2 separate regions of the Zea mays genome follow, and region 2 is linked to region 1. A link is a contact called in public Hi-C data. All regions are on one chromosome and are shown on one strand. Each heading gives the region's core, a stretch centred on a gene start, on an enhancer-like site or on the middle of the called end of the contact. The rest is flanking DNA. Distances are from core to core; before and after follow the strand shown.

Region 1 (7,521 bases), core at 1,685-4,184:
AGCAACGCACCCAAGACACAAAATCAGAGCACAATACGCACACAAGTCACAACTCGAGCTCACAACACAACCCAAAGAGTTCTCTACTCAAATGGAGCTCTAGTTGCTATCACAAATAATCAAATGCGCGGAATTGGAGTCTTGGTGCTTAGGAATGCTTAGAGAATGATTGGTATACTCCTCCATGCGCCTAGGGGTCCCTTTTATAGCCCCAAGGCAGCTAGGAGCCGTTGAGAGCATTCCAGGAAGGCAATTCTTGCCTTCTGTCGCCTGGCGCACCGGACAGTCCGGTGCACCACCGGACACTGTCCGGTGCGGATTTCTTTCCTTCTTTGGCGAAGCCGACCGTTGGAAATTCAGAACCGTTGGTGCACCGGACAGTCCGGTGCCCCCTTCTGACTGTTGGCTCTGCCACGCGTCGCGCGCGGATTACGCGGCCGACCGTTGGCTGGGCCGACTGTTGGCTCACCGGACAGTCCGGTGATTTATAGCCGTACACCGTCGTCGAAGTCCCGAGAGCAGCCAGTTGACAGACGCCAGCCTGGCGCACCGGACAGTCCGGTGCACCCAGACCGAGCAGCATTTTGGCTGTACACAGCCAACTTCTCCATAATTGTTTCTCCTGTTTCTAGCACTTAGACACAATACATTAGTCTTCAAAACAATGTACTAAGTCTAGAAACATACCTTTAATCTTGATTTGCACTTCTTGAGTCCTTGGCACAATTTAACACTTAGGCACTTGTGTTGGACACTTAATCACCAAAATACTTAGAAATGGCCCAAGGGCACATTTCCCTTTCACCAAACTAGCTCTTAGGGTATGAGTTTGAGCAAATTTCTCTATCCATGGGTTTGTTAATAGGTTCAAATAGAAACCCAGCGGGTACGTCGGTAGGACTGGGCATTCGGTTCTTCGGTTCGGTTCGGTTCCTCGGTTCTTGTAGAAATTTGGTTCTTCAAAAACTAGAACCGAAATAGCAAGATAAAGAAACCAAAACCGACTAGATCGGTTCTCGGTTCTTCAGTTCTAACCGAACTATAACAACCACTCTAAAATTTTGAATAACGATAACTTTTGTGAGAAATTCCAGCAACATCTCCCCACAAACAACCACAAGTGCACAATGACCATAATTTCATAGATAATACATGGATGATTAGAGGTTCAACATAAGTCGATAACACAACATCCGAAGTTACAAACACATGTAACAAATTGAATCTAATACTTTTGGGTTTTTCGGTTCTTTGGAGTGCAGAACCGAAAATATCTCATTTATTTCGGTTCTCAAAAAACCAGAACCGAATTTCATAACGGTTCCTTCGGTTCGGTTAGTTCGGTTTCGGTTCTCGGTTATTTCGGTTCCTCGGTTCCGGTTCTTTTTGCCCATGCCTATACGTGGGCATGAGTTTTTTCTTCCACTACCTATACCTGCAAACCCATGGGTTTTTAAAACCCGCTTTAAAATCAACATATCTTACAGATATGTCTCATTATATTATTAATTGAATATGTTCTAAGTGAAATGAACTTCATGTAACAAAGTTTAAGCTAAAATTAGTTGTTACTTATTTCTTTTATCCTAACTTATTACTATATTGACTATCATTTATCTGATGAATTAATTTTTATGTTGATGTTAGTGGGTATGGGAAACCTGTTGGGTACCCGAAACCCGCATAAGCATGGTTTTGGGCAAAATTCTGTACACATCATGGATATGGATTTTTTAACGGACCTAATTTTGCAGTTATTTTATATTTTAAGCAAGATAGTAGTCTAAGACGTGTTGTCCTTGCAACAGATTGACATGCGTAATTAAAAAAAGACATAAAAATTGTTAACTGCACGTTCAAATGCATGCCAAAGTGAAAAAAATTAAAGAGAAGCCTACGACATAGAAATTAAAAGAATCTAATGTGAGCACCTCCACACGTGGGGGCGTCGCTGTAAAAAAATAGTCCAGAGCTAGTACTAAAACACACACCCTCTTTGCTCCAAAAATTTGAGGTCACCACCAAATCACACATAGCTTACTGTTTGAAAATAAGCAATAATTATATAACAACTGTAGCAAATTATGGATAACTAGCTAGTAATATGTGATTGGCTAAGGAAGAAAAACATTGAAGCATAGGCACGGGAGCACTCCATTATTTTTTGTTGAGCGCCATGGTATCTCATCATTTTTTGTTGTACCCTAGTGCATGTGCATAGCAGGCTTGTTTTAGGTTGTTGCAAATAGGGTTGGACGAAATACTCAAAGCTTGTTGGCTCGCTCAGTTCATGGTCAGTTTGACTTGGCTCGGATCGTCTCGTTTGAATTATTTCACGAGCTAAGCTGATATCCTAGCTCGGTTCGTTAACGAGCCAGCTCGCGAGTTAAACGAGCTACCACATTTTAGCAAAACCAAACTATACCATTTACCTAATAATTGATGAACATCTTATATGTCTATGTGGTGTTTATGTTCTATGAATTAAACTAATGATTGATGAATTGTGAATTCATGAGTGATAAATTATGTTAATTTGGTGTTACATTGATATGGTCCGTGAAAATATAAATATAATTATTATTTTCTATTGTTAAATTAGCTTAAAATTAACTATAAATTGATTATTATATATATTGTTTTTTTCTTGAGCTCGCGACCTAAACGATCCGAGCTAGCTCGTTAGCTTAACAAGTAAGCTCGGACGAGTCGAGCCTAGCGAGTATATCTAGCCCTAGTTGCAAACATAAAAGACACTTTTTTCGGGCATTGATGGAGAATCAAGTAGCTCCATGAACTTGAGATTAGGCATTTAGACTTGGCAAATCTTGAGAATTATGGAGAAACAAGAGTGAGGTACACAGCACTGATCTGTTGTTAACTGATCGGGTGCGGGCGTAAAACAAGTCGGCCCAAGTCCCAACAACGGATCGGAAGCGATCCCCATTCCACATCCACCAAATGGCCGACGCCGACGCTGCCGCCGTCCCCGTTGATGGCCCCGCCCGCACCACCGTGCTGGACTCGCTCGGCGAGGACATCACCCGCATCGTCTACCCCGTCTCCGCCTGCATGCTCCTCGTCGTGCTCCTGGTCTCCCTCCTCTCCTCGCCCTCCTCCCCGTCGCCCTTCTCCGCCTCCATCGCGGCCGCCACCGGCGGCGTCTCCGGAGGGGACGACATACCCACGGCGCTCATCACCGCCCTCACCTTCGTCGTCGCCGTCACGGCCGCCACCTTCCTGCTCGCGCTCCTCTTCTACCTCCGCTGCACGCCCTGCCTCCGCGCCTACCTCGGCTTCTCCGCGCTCTCCGTCCTCCTCGTCCTCGGCGGCCAGGTCGCGCTCCTCCTCCTCTCCCGCCTCCGCCTCCCGCTCGACGCCGTCTCCTTCGCGCTCCTCCTGCCCAACGCCGCGGGGGCGCTCGCGCTCGCCGCGCTGGTCCCGGCCTCCGTCCCCATCGCGCTCCACCAGGCCGCGCTCGTCGCCGTCGCCGTACTCACCGCCTTCTGGTTCACGCTGCTGCCCGAGTGGACCACCTGGGCGCTGCTCGTCGCCATGGCCATCTACGACCTCGCGGCAGTGCTGCTCCCTGGTGGCCCCTTGAGGGTGCTGCTCGAGCTGGCCATACAGAGGAACGAGGAGATCCCGGCCTTGGTCTACGAGGCCAGACCGGTGGATCCCCGCCATGGCCGGAATTGGCGCTTGTGGAGGGAAGGGAGGCAACCTGGCGCGGATTTGGATGCCAGTTCCACGGTTGAGGTGATTGGGGAGGTACTTCAGCCTGACTCTGGAAACAGTTCGGCATCCCAAGTTCATGAACCTGCCACTCTTGCTGGTGATATTAGTAATTCAAGGCCCAGGGTGACATTGGCGGCTGCTTTGAGCTCCTCTGATTCTTCTACTGTCGCACAAGTTGGGGAAGTTTCAGCATTGCAGGAGCATAGAGTTGCTGTTGCTGAAATGATGGTACCTTTGATCCAGCCACGCCCTCAGAGATCTGAAGAAGAGGTGGAAGATGAAGATGGCATTGGATTAAGCTCATCTGGGGCGATCAAGCTTGGGTTGGGGGACTTCATATTCTACAGCGTTTTGGTCGGCAGGGCAGCGATGTATGACTACATGACAGTGTATGCCTGCTACCTTGCCATCATTGCAGGGCTTGGCATCACTCTGCTCCTGCTGGCATTCTTCCGCAAGGCATTGCCGGCCCTACCAGTGTCCATTGCCCTCGGCGTTCTGTTTTACGTGCTCACAAGAACACTGCTTGAGGAATTTGTCGTGCAGTGCTCCACAAATCTTGTGATGTTTTAATATGCACGCAACATTGCTTATTGCTGTACCATTGTAGTTCATGATCGGCACCTTTACCAATGATTAGCTCGTAATTTTCTGCAAGTGTTAATTTTACTGGTCCGTGCACTGATTTATTATATGAAGATATTTGGAATTCCTGTCATATTTTCCACTACTAATCTTGTTCTGTATGCCCCAACTTAGGTACATGCCCATCTGTTTATATTGTTACATGTGAGTTTTTTAGGGGAGTAACATCTGTGATTTTCAAATAAAATAATAGGAACATTTTGTGTGCATTTTATATATCATGGAAATTTTCTCGAACTGTCTAACCATAAGTCCATGAATATGTCTTTTCTAGAGGAACCGTTCTTTATTTTTTGTTCGTGAACAAAAAAGTTTGACAGACTGCACATAGGTAATGAAGATGGATTTGTTTTCAGTCTGCTGTAACTTTTCTTAAAATTGAGCACCCAGGTGCCTTTTCAGCACCATTTAACTGAGCCCTTATCTCACTGAAAAAAAACTACTGTGCTACATTGTTCCACAAAATGATCCTGAGAACTGCTTTGGTAGCCCAGTTCAATATTAGGGTGTCTCACTTCCTGATTTCCCATATGCATTCTGCTACTAATGATTTCTTCATGGCCTTACATAGCATCCTGGAACATAGAAACAAAGCTACTGTTGGCATTGGGTCTGACAGTGGAGGCAACAAAAGATACTGTATCAGTGTTTGCAGCTTCATGTTCACACAACGGATGTGCTTAAAGGAGGGAGGTTGATGCGGACTGGCAGCTTGCTGTTTCTCCTATTCTTCAAGGAATGAGGATGCATCATTTGTTCTCTATACATTCATATTTCTCATTTTTGCAGAGTTATGTTTAAACCTGGGTGCCTCGTCAGAAGTCTAAACCCTTATAAATCTTGTTATATTTACTCCCCAAATAGTACGGTTTTGAATGGATCTTGATTTATTATTATTTTTCAGACATATAACTAACTCATATTCAGATTCACTTCACATATATAGCTTAAGAGTGCATTTGCATTTTTTATGGAGGATAGTCTCAATTTCATTTTCTTATGTCCAGTGTTGACATGTCTTGGTTATAGAAAAGTACAATAGCTGCTAATATGGTATTAATATTGGAGTTTGGAATTTCCAGGTCTCACTGGATTTTCTCTTTGACGTTTATGTATGTGGCTTGTGATTAGCTGTATCTAGCAGATCGTGTATATAGTCATACAAAACACTGCACTGTTCATGTAGTAAAGTTTAAAATAAAAGATGAAATTAGAGATATAATGAGTAAGCCGCTGGAAACAGCCTTACAATAGAAAAGTTGATAGCGAGTTTCGCAGATATAAATCCACTTAATATAGGCCTTTTTGTACATACATTTTTATAACAGTTTGCTGCAATAATCTGGTGACGATAAGATGAGTGAAGGAACATGAGGTATCAGGCTATGAACTTTAGAAGTTCGGCCAGGTCATCTTTGTCGGCTCTCTTCGAGCTAAATAATGTCTGTATAATCTTTACACATTGTGAGTTGTGACATACTATTTTTTACCAACACCGCCATGTTCATGTCTGATGTGCTTTAATAGTAAGAGCGAGAGCTATTATTGCAGTTTTTTTTTTATAAAAATGTGATGACGGCTTCTTTACCACTTACTTCACAACTGTCTAGACATGTTTTTTTCTCTCACTGTGACCCCATTACAACCCTTATCAGTTTGCACTATAGTTATTAAAAGGATGTAAGGCGAGTGACCCCTGAAAGAGAGAGAGAGAGAGAATGGGGGCAGTCAACTCGTGGTCTTCATTATTACACAAAACAGTAGGTCTAAATGAATCCCTTGTTGTAATAGTCTGACGCTCCTTCAAGTTCTTGATTACATACATGTCGCAACTCAGTCCGGCCGTCTCTTTCATTACTCACCTCTACGTTGTGCTGCCTGCCGCATCTGCGGCTGCAACTGCAACTGTGGGCGTCACGCCTCCTCGGCTGTGCGTGCGACGAAGTGCCTGCCTGTCTGGAGCGGCAGACGACAGCACTGTCAGTACGTACGGCCCTGACTGGAAACCAACGGTCCATCTGAATCCTGTAAAAACAAGTCTACTGTTTCCCTCTTGCCTCTTGCAGTTGCAGCTGCATAGTACAGAGTACAGACACACTCACACATGGCCAAGGCTGGCTTCTGCTGCTTCCTCCAATCCTCCCTTCCTTCTCGAGAGCTGCTTCGCTTGGACTCCAACCTTTTTGTGTTGTATTTGTATATGTACTTGTACGTGCGTGCGTGCTGCCGCCTGCCAGCATAGGGGTTTCAGTTCCACACGTTCCAGCCTGCAGCGTCCGTCAATGTGCTTCGTCTCTCCAGAGCATTTTCTGATTTTCATCAGTTTCGCTCGCACTTACGCAACCACCGGCCAGCAAAGCCAAGCCAAGCCAGCTTCTGGAAATGGAAAAGTACGCTGATTATTAATTGGCCTGGCTCCGACATGGTCTGACACGTACGACGTGACCTGCAGGATTAACCATCATGGGCTAGAGCTGCGTCCATTTCGGCGACACACGAGTACTGTAGGACATCACGGACACTGCTGCTTCTGCTTTTGCACCCATGTTAGAGTTTAAATATAGGTATTTGAATGGATAAACTGTATTAGATAGTCTTATAACAGCTTTTAATTGCTTTTCTCTCCCTACTAAGAGCTAGTTTGTGAATCCATTTTTTCAAGGGATTTTCATTTTTCCAAAAAAAAAATTATTTTTCTTTAAGGACTAGTTTAGTAACCTCATTTTTTTCAATATATTTCTATTTTCCTAAGAAAAATTAGTTTATTTTCTCTTGATAAAATTGAAATCAATTGAGAAAACAGTGTTTTTAAACTAGCCCTAACCCCTAAGAAAAGAAGAATCCTCGGAGAAATTGGAGTCGCCATACTAGCCCTAACAGTTCTGGAACTGTAGTAGGTCCGGGTTGAGAGAACCGTGCTGAGCAATGATGGACATGGGCGCATGGCCAGTGGCGACTATTACTAGGGCTTGCTTGAGGGGCGATGCTAATAAAGTAGATATCGTCTTAATGCATACCACCAACCCCTTTGCAGCTTTTTTGCTTCCTGTTAGCCTTTAATTTTGCTCTGTCTCAAACCACCTCAGCCGCGGTACTTATCTAGGACATCCAGCTCATTGATCCGAGTTCCCGTCCGTG
Region 2 (6,608 bases), core at 3,834-6,333, 340 kb before region 1:
TTTCCTACAAACAAAAACTGCCTAAATTAATCATTTTGATTTTTGAACAAGCTAGAGCAGGCTAGTTAATTAAGCTTTAGAAAAGAAGCTTACATCACTCTCATGCCAAACAAATCCAGAGAATTGGAGTATATGTCCTTTAAAATCGACAGCCTGAAACATAGCATAAGAGATAGAACCTAGAATTAATATCATTCAAGAGCAATGTCACACTTTAGGATTTGTTAAGGAAGCAAATGGAAAAAATACAAAAGCATACTTCACTTGAGAATCCAAGCCACAACTAGCTATCTTTTAAATAGCTGGGACTAACCCTCAAAAAAATAGCTGGGGCTAAAAGTATATAAAATGGAGCAGACAATTGTACAAAATAAAAAAAAACAAGTAACCATGAAACTAGGCAAACCTTACTCTTGCTACTCTATATACAATCCTGACACGCAATCAGCTAATATCTGCACACACTGAGCAAAATTCACTTCAACAAGCATTTGGAACTTTAAACAGAATACCAAGCACTTAGGGTGTTGCATTATTTGTTTTTTATGCTTTTATTTCTTTATGTGTTTGCTTCCAGAACAGTATATGCAAAAGGATAACACAATTACACAACCATGGTGCCAAATTATGTATGTTAATTCTTAACTATGCTTCTTTCACTTCATGAAAAATCTTAAATGTGTTTCCTCTCCTTAGACATATTGGAGGGAAGAGGGACTAGCACTCATAAGAAATAAAGTGTGGTAGTTTCCTTGCATATTTTGCATGTAGTTCAGTAGTTGTTGTACTTGATATTACACATGTTAATTCTTAATTGTGCTTCTTTCATTTCATGAAAATCTTAAATGTGCTTCCTCTCCTTAGACATATTGGAGGGACTAGCACTTATAAGAAATAAAGTGTGGTAGTTTCCTTGCATATTTGCATGTAGTTGTTATACTTGATACAACAAAGCGCTTGGATGATAGATGAATTTGCATCTGGTAGTTACAAAGAAATCTATGTGTATATGTCCAAGATTTACCTTGCCTTTCCTCCCAAAAAGAATACTGTGAAGAAATTTAAGATCAGAAGGCTTCTTCCTTGATATTCTGTGTGCCACTGTTCATAAATTTTAAAAGAAAAGGCAAATCAGTGAAAGAGAACATTATAAAACTAAAGAAATTTCACAAACTTAAGCATTAGGTGGAAACCCTAAAAAAAGAGAATGACATATCTTTGTTCCAATGAAGAACACATTGTGAATATAAGAAGCAATGCATAACAAGAGATTATAAGTGAAATCAAAGTAGCCAACTGGCTTGTAACCACCATAGTCAACTCTTGATAAACCAACGGCAATTCAGCAAATCATCATAAAGAAAAGACAGCAAGGCTAGAAGATAAACTAATCATAAAACAGGGAACAAGGTAAGTAAAGAAAGTGGAAAATGAATGTACCAACGTCAACAGATAAAAATTGAGTGAATATTACTTATTGCATACCACTTCCATCTACACAAAATAATGAAATATTCCACTTAACAAGATGCAATGATATCAGCCATGTGATACTGTACAGACTATAGTCTGAATTGTTATTTTCCACTTAAATTTCGACAGAAAAGATCAGAAAACACGAAGGGAATCTATTGCTCGTCTAAGATGGTGGCTGACAAAAAAAATAACACCAAAGTTGCTAAGTGATTCACCTAAATTAATAGGGCCATAAAATTTTTAGCCTCCTCTTGCTACTGCTAGACATACAATTAGAGCAGACACCAGAGAGCAAAAAAAAGATAAGCTACTAGCATAGGCATATAGCACCTATTTAGAGCTTCACCGATGGTTCTGTGCTCTCTAAATATGGAGCACCTATATGGCTTATAGCGGAGCATTTTGTGGTTGAGGTAGGGTTCTAGTCTCGTGCCCCTAAAAGGCTAAAACTGAGATATACAGTAATACAGTTCCCCAGCATACTCTTTTTTTTTTTTAGATTCTGCATATCTTAAAAAACTTGGCCAGGGAGGGAAAGACCGCCCTCCCGGTAATATATTAAGAAGAGACCGAAACATGGTCCCGGTCGAGAAATTCCCGAACTCTGGCCCCTTATCACTAGCGGGCCGTCACCGTCCACTTTACAACGACCCAACCGGAGGGTGGCGTGTAAGACGTAACCCGAGAGCGGGCGGGGCACAGCGAGGCGATTTTTTTAACTAAGACCGAAATTCACCCCTGAGGGGGTCGCACTCGGGACCTGAAGGTGCTACTCAGAAGCCTTAACCATTATGCTAGAGGCCCTTTCGCAGATTCTGCATATCTTGCTATTGGATTCTGCTGGGATCTAACATGTTATAACCACCATTTCAATTTAAAAGCTAATAACAGCCTACCACATAAACACCACCTACTTTGTTCATAGAACCATTATGCTAGAGGCCCTTCCTCTATATGTTTTTTCTTAATAAAATGACATGCAGCTATCTTGCGTTGTTCAAGAAAAAAAGGCAAGTACGGGTATTTATTTAGTCACAAAATAAAGAACCATACGAGATGAAGGTGATACGAAATCAGCTCTATTAACAGAAGCCCTTAGTGAATATAAATTAAAATAGCAAATAAATTTAAAGGCAGGCACATCATACAAGAGAAACAAGCAAAAGTTTCCTGAAGCGATTGACAGATTACAAGGTTTCTTCTCTCCAGTTAGATCACAAGGTTCTGTTCTTTTGTCATGGTGCATAATCAAAACAGAAGATGGGAAAATGCACGAAAAACAATTAAAGAGTTCCACTCAAACCTAGAAACCATCAATCAAATTTAAGAATAGTTTCAATCAAGAATTCAAGAACCAGTAAAACATAACAAATCACGTGTAAAACAAAAAAAAATCTCGACAGAAAGAGAAGGCTGACTATGCTGCCTAAGAGACAGAAAGAAACACAGTAAACAGTATGAAATGAGGCACATACCACTTGGTATATCCTTCAGAGGAGTCCCCTGTCCCTGTGATAAAAAAGATGCCACAGCCACACTATTACACGCCGAAATGAAAAAAATGGGACAAAATGAAATGCAAGCAACGAACCTTCTCAACCACGAAATTCTTGTTTGGCTCTTTATCAATCACCTCAACCAACCTCTCCACTATTTTCCTCTCACGTTGAGGGCGATTGGTACCATATGGGCTTGGAGTGTTCAGCAAACTTTTGGCTTCCTTGGATTTGGATCCATCCTGCTCCTTATCTTTTCCCTGGCTTCTATCCCTGGCACTCCTTGCTTTCTTGTTCTTCGGAGTCTCCTTATTCTCTTCCGTCTTCTTGTCACCTTCAGCTTCAGCTTCATCTTTCTTATCAGCAGAACCCTTTTCTTCTGCTTCCTCTTCTTCTTGGTTCTCATCAGCATCCGTTTCTTTTCCTTCGTTTTCCTCTTGCTCAGCCGAAGCACCTTTCTCTTGCTCCTTCGATTCATCCTGCTCATTTGTGTTCTCAACTTCATCTTCCTTCTCTTCTTTATCTTTGACCTCTGTACTTCCTACGTCAGCCTCAGTCATCTTGGCATCTTCACCTTCTTCTGTTCTCGCATTGGCATCTTCCTTTGTATCGGCATCCGTTTTGACATCTCCAGAATCCACCTGCTTTGCCGCACCAGCATCACCACCACCACCTTCCTCAGTGATCTCAGCCTCTGCCATATTGACATCTCCACCTGAATGGCCCTCAGCACCATTTTCCGAGCCTTTGTTCTGCTCTTCAGCATCCTTATTCGCTACTGGCTCCTTGCTCTTGCTAACCTCTTCCTTGGTGTTATCCTTATTATCAGGAGCAGCAACATCAGCAGCTGCCGCTCCATTTGTGACAGCCTTCTCCTCCATCGCAGGTGCTGGGTCAGCCTCGGGCAACCAGGCTGGCCCTTATTTCTCTAATAACTGTGTTAAAATGGTAACCCTAGTGAGGAAACCTGAGATACAGGACCCAGTGGGGAATAAAAAAACTGACAAAAGAAAGGAAACAGTGGCATGCTGCGGTGCGTGCTATGTGGGTATTGTTAGGAAGATTTGAACTTTGAGGTACAATGGTGTCAAGTAGAAAGCAAGAAGGCAAAATGGAAGAATAAAAACACCGCATCATAGTCTTAGCTAGAGTAAAAGGAATGCTAAAGGGCCTCCAACAAGTAAGCTCTGACGAAGACAACGGCGGAGGAGATCAAATTGCAGGCATTAGCCCAAAGGGCTAATTGACAGGTAAGCCCAACTCGTTGCAGGAACCCCAAATTTCAGCGAAGCCTGCAGGCAGTTGCAGAGGGAACCACACAATCGCAGGACACGGACCAAGGAACCGCAGAGCACGGCGCCAGGGACCCCGGCTTCCGCATCCAAACCCTAAGCAACTCGGACCGAATTTGCCGGATTTGGGCGGCACACAGCTCTGCCGCAGCCCAGAAGCCGTCCCCTGAACTCAGAGAACAGCGCCGCGCAGCTATACTCTACCCGAGCAGAAGAGCGACGCCTTCCCTGTGCTCGTCCCAAAACCCTAGAAACCCCAAACTGAGCTTCCTCTGCCGCTCGCACGCGGTGCAGTGCAAGCCAGCTCGACGACGACAGCAACCCGGCCCGGAGCAAAAGTACGAACAATCTCGAGCAGGCTAGCTAGAGGAAAGGGAGACGAGGTTTTTTTCGGCCCTCGCGCGTACCTGGAGCTGGGCGGCGACCAGCAGAAGCAGCCGGGGGCCGCCTGAGAACGAAGAGTACTCGAGAACGAAGCCCAACTTCCTCCCTCACGGAGAGAGAGACTGAGAGAGAGCGAGGGAGAATTTTCGGGGTGTTTTTTTTCTTCTGTGGGATTTTTATTTATTTTATTTCTGGTGATTTTTTGTCAGCAGCAGCGGTTGCGGCGCCGGGTCGGGATCGGATCGGACCCCAGCACGGAGTCCAATCGCCCGCGCGCGGGAGGCGCGGGCCCCGCCATCACGTGGGACGCTGCCTGGTGAGGCCCCCGCGCACGGGACGCTGGCTGTGGGCCTCGCCACGTCCTTTGCCGTTCGCGGACGCTTCGGGCGTGTGCAGAGGGCTGCAGGCAGGAGCGTTGCGCTGCTGGTACGGGCCCGTGGGCCGTGGGCCGCAGCCGCTGAACAGGGACTGGGGGCAGGGGCGTCGCTTTCGGGCTCCGAATTCCGGTCCGTACTTGGCTGCCGTTGAAACAAGAGGGCGCGGTGCTACTGCTGGCCGCATGGGAAAGTAAGGTTATGTTTGGTTTCTTTAGGGGGTGTTTGGTTTATAGGGACTAATGTCTCATTATTTTATTTTATTTTAGTCTATAAATTATCAAATATAGAAACTATAATAAAGTTTTTGTTTCTATATTTAGTAATTTTAGAACTAAAATATAATAAAATGTAGGGACTAAAAATTAGTCCCTAGAAACCAAACACTCTCTTAGTCTAGGGACTAAAGTTTAGCTAGGGGACTAAAGTTTAGTCCATAACATGTTTGGTTCTAGGGGCTAAAATAGTAAGAATATACTAAATGACTCATAAGAAGACTAAAATAGCATTTAACATTCTCCTGCTATTAGTACAATTGAACTAAATGAGGGGTAAATGTGGAATTAATATGATTTAGTCCCTTTTAGCACATATGTGAAGGACTAAAGACTAAATCATTTTAGTTCATATTTTAGTCCTAGTGTTTGGCAAAAAAAGGACTAAATGAGAATAAAAACTACAGACTAATCTTTAGTCCCTCTAACCAAACACCCTCTAAATCGAGTTGAGGGGAAGTGCTAAAATCTTCTACTGTCGGCTGTCGCTTCACTTCACTATTCTACTTTGAGTCCTTAATCCTTGCCCCTAAATACCTAATGCGGACAGCTGTAGTAGGTGGTTGAGAACAGAACAAAACAAAACGTGGCGCCCGGATTTAACGATACATCCAGATGTATTACATATGTAATTATGTATGCCAGAATCAAATTTCACATGTATAATAACTCTGTGTAGAAATAAGTGTCACAAAATTTATTATATAAATAAAATATCTTTAAAAATATTAAATAATAAAACTAGACGACGACAACGGTTAAAATCTATATCTTTACTCTGCCTCGGCACCGATGTCTTCGTCCTCGGGTACGCACCACACATTCTCTCACCATCCGGGCGCGTCCACCTCGCTTACGTTCGCCGAGGGGGCTCCAAGGCCCGCAGGAGTTCATCGCTGGCCAAATCGAGAGGCGGCACAGCCACATCATGGCTCAACCTCTATCGACGACGCGTCCACTTGAAGGAGAGAGGCCATGCGGGCATATCAAGGACTGAGGGCCGTCAGGGTAGGGAGTGGCGCCCTACTCTGTAGCCTGCAGGCGAACAACAAACCACGCCCAACTACAAAAAACTAGCAATCAATAGGTTGGTCACTTGCTCTTGTTTCCAACTTCTAAATATGCAACATGGAATGTTAATTCATTTTCTATTTTTCAGAGTTTTTCAGATGTTTGTGATGATGCCTTTGTAGCAAGTCGCTACCTAGTTGTATTTTCATGAAACCACGATGAGGGAATTGTTTGTTCTATGTTTGGTAATGTATTTTTCAGGTTCTGAACAAATGAGTCCATAGCCTTAATGACCTTTAC

What was found. A called contact is a pair of places that touch in the nucleus more often than the background predicts.
Region 2: a contact with region 1 is called in a Hi-C map of ear, with 1.8 times the contacts expected there. The contact joins the promoter of LOC103626062 here to the promoter of LOC100285753 in region 1. A contact is called at or near these places in 2 of 25 Hi-C or Micro-C datasets (ear and leaf).

Annotation. Positions count from the first base shown.
Region 1 is chr5:19,631,091-19,638,611 of Zm-B73-REFERENCE-NAM-5.0, reverse strand. It overlaps LOC100285753, which reads left to right and starts at 2,934. Exons shown (of 1, transcript NM_001158643.2): 1 at 2,934-4,450. The coding sequence starts at 2,962. The coding sequence ends at 4,311.
Region 2 is chr5:19,976,252-19,982,859 of Zm-B73-REFERENCE-NAM-5.0, reverse strand. LOC103626062 (protein DEK) reads right to left here and starts at 5,083. Exons shown (of 12, transcript XM_008646442.2): 1 at 4,672-5,083; 2 at 3,068-3,907; 3 at 2,952-2,985; 4 at 1,025-1,101; 5 at 94-153; 6 at 1-4. The coding sequence starts at 3,853.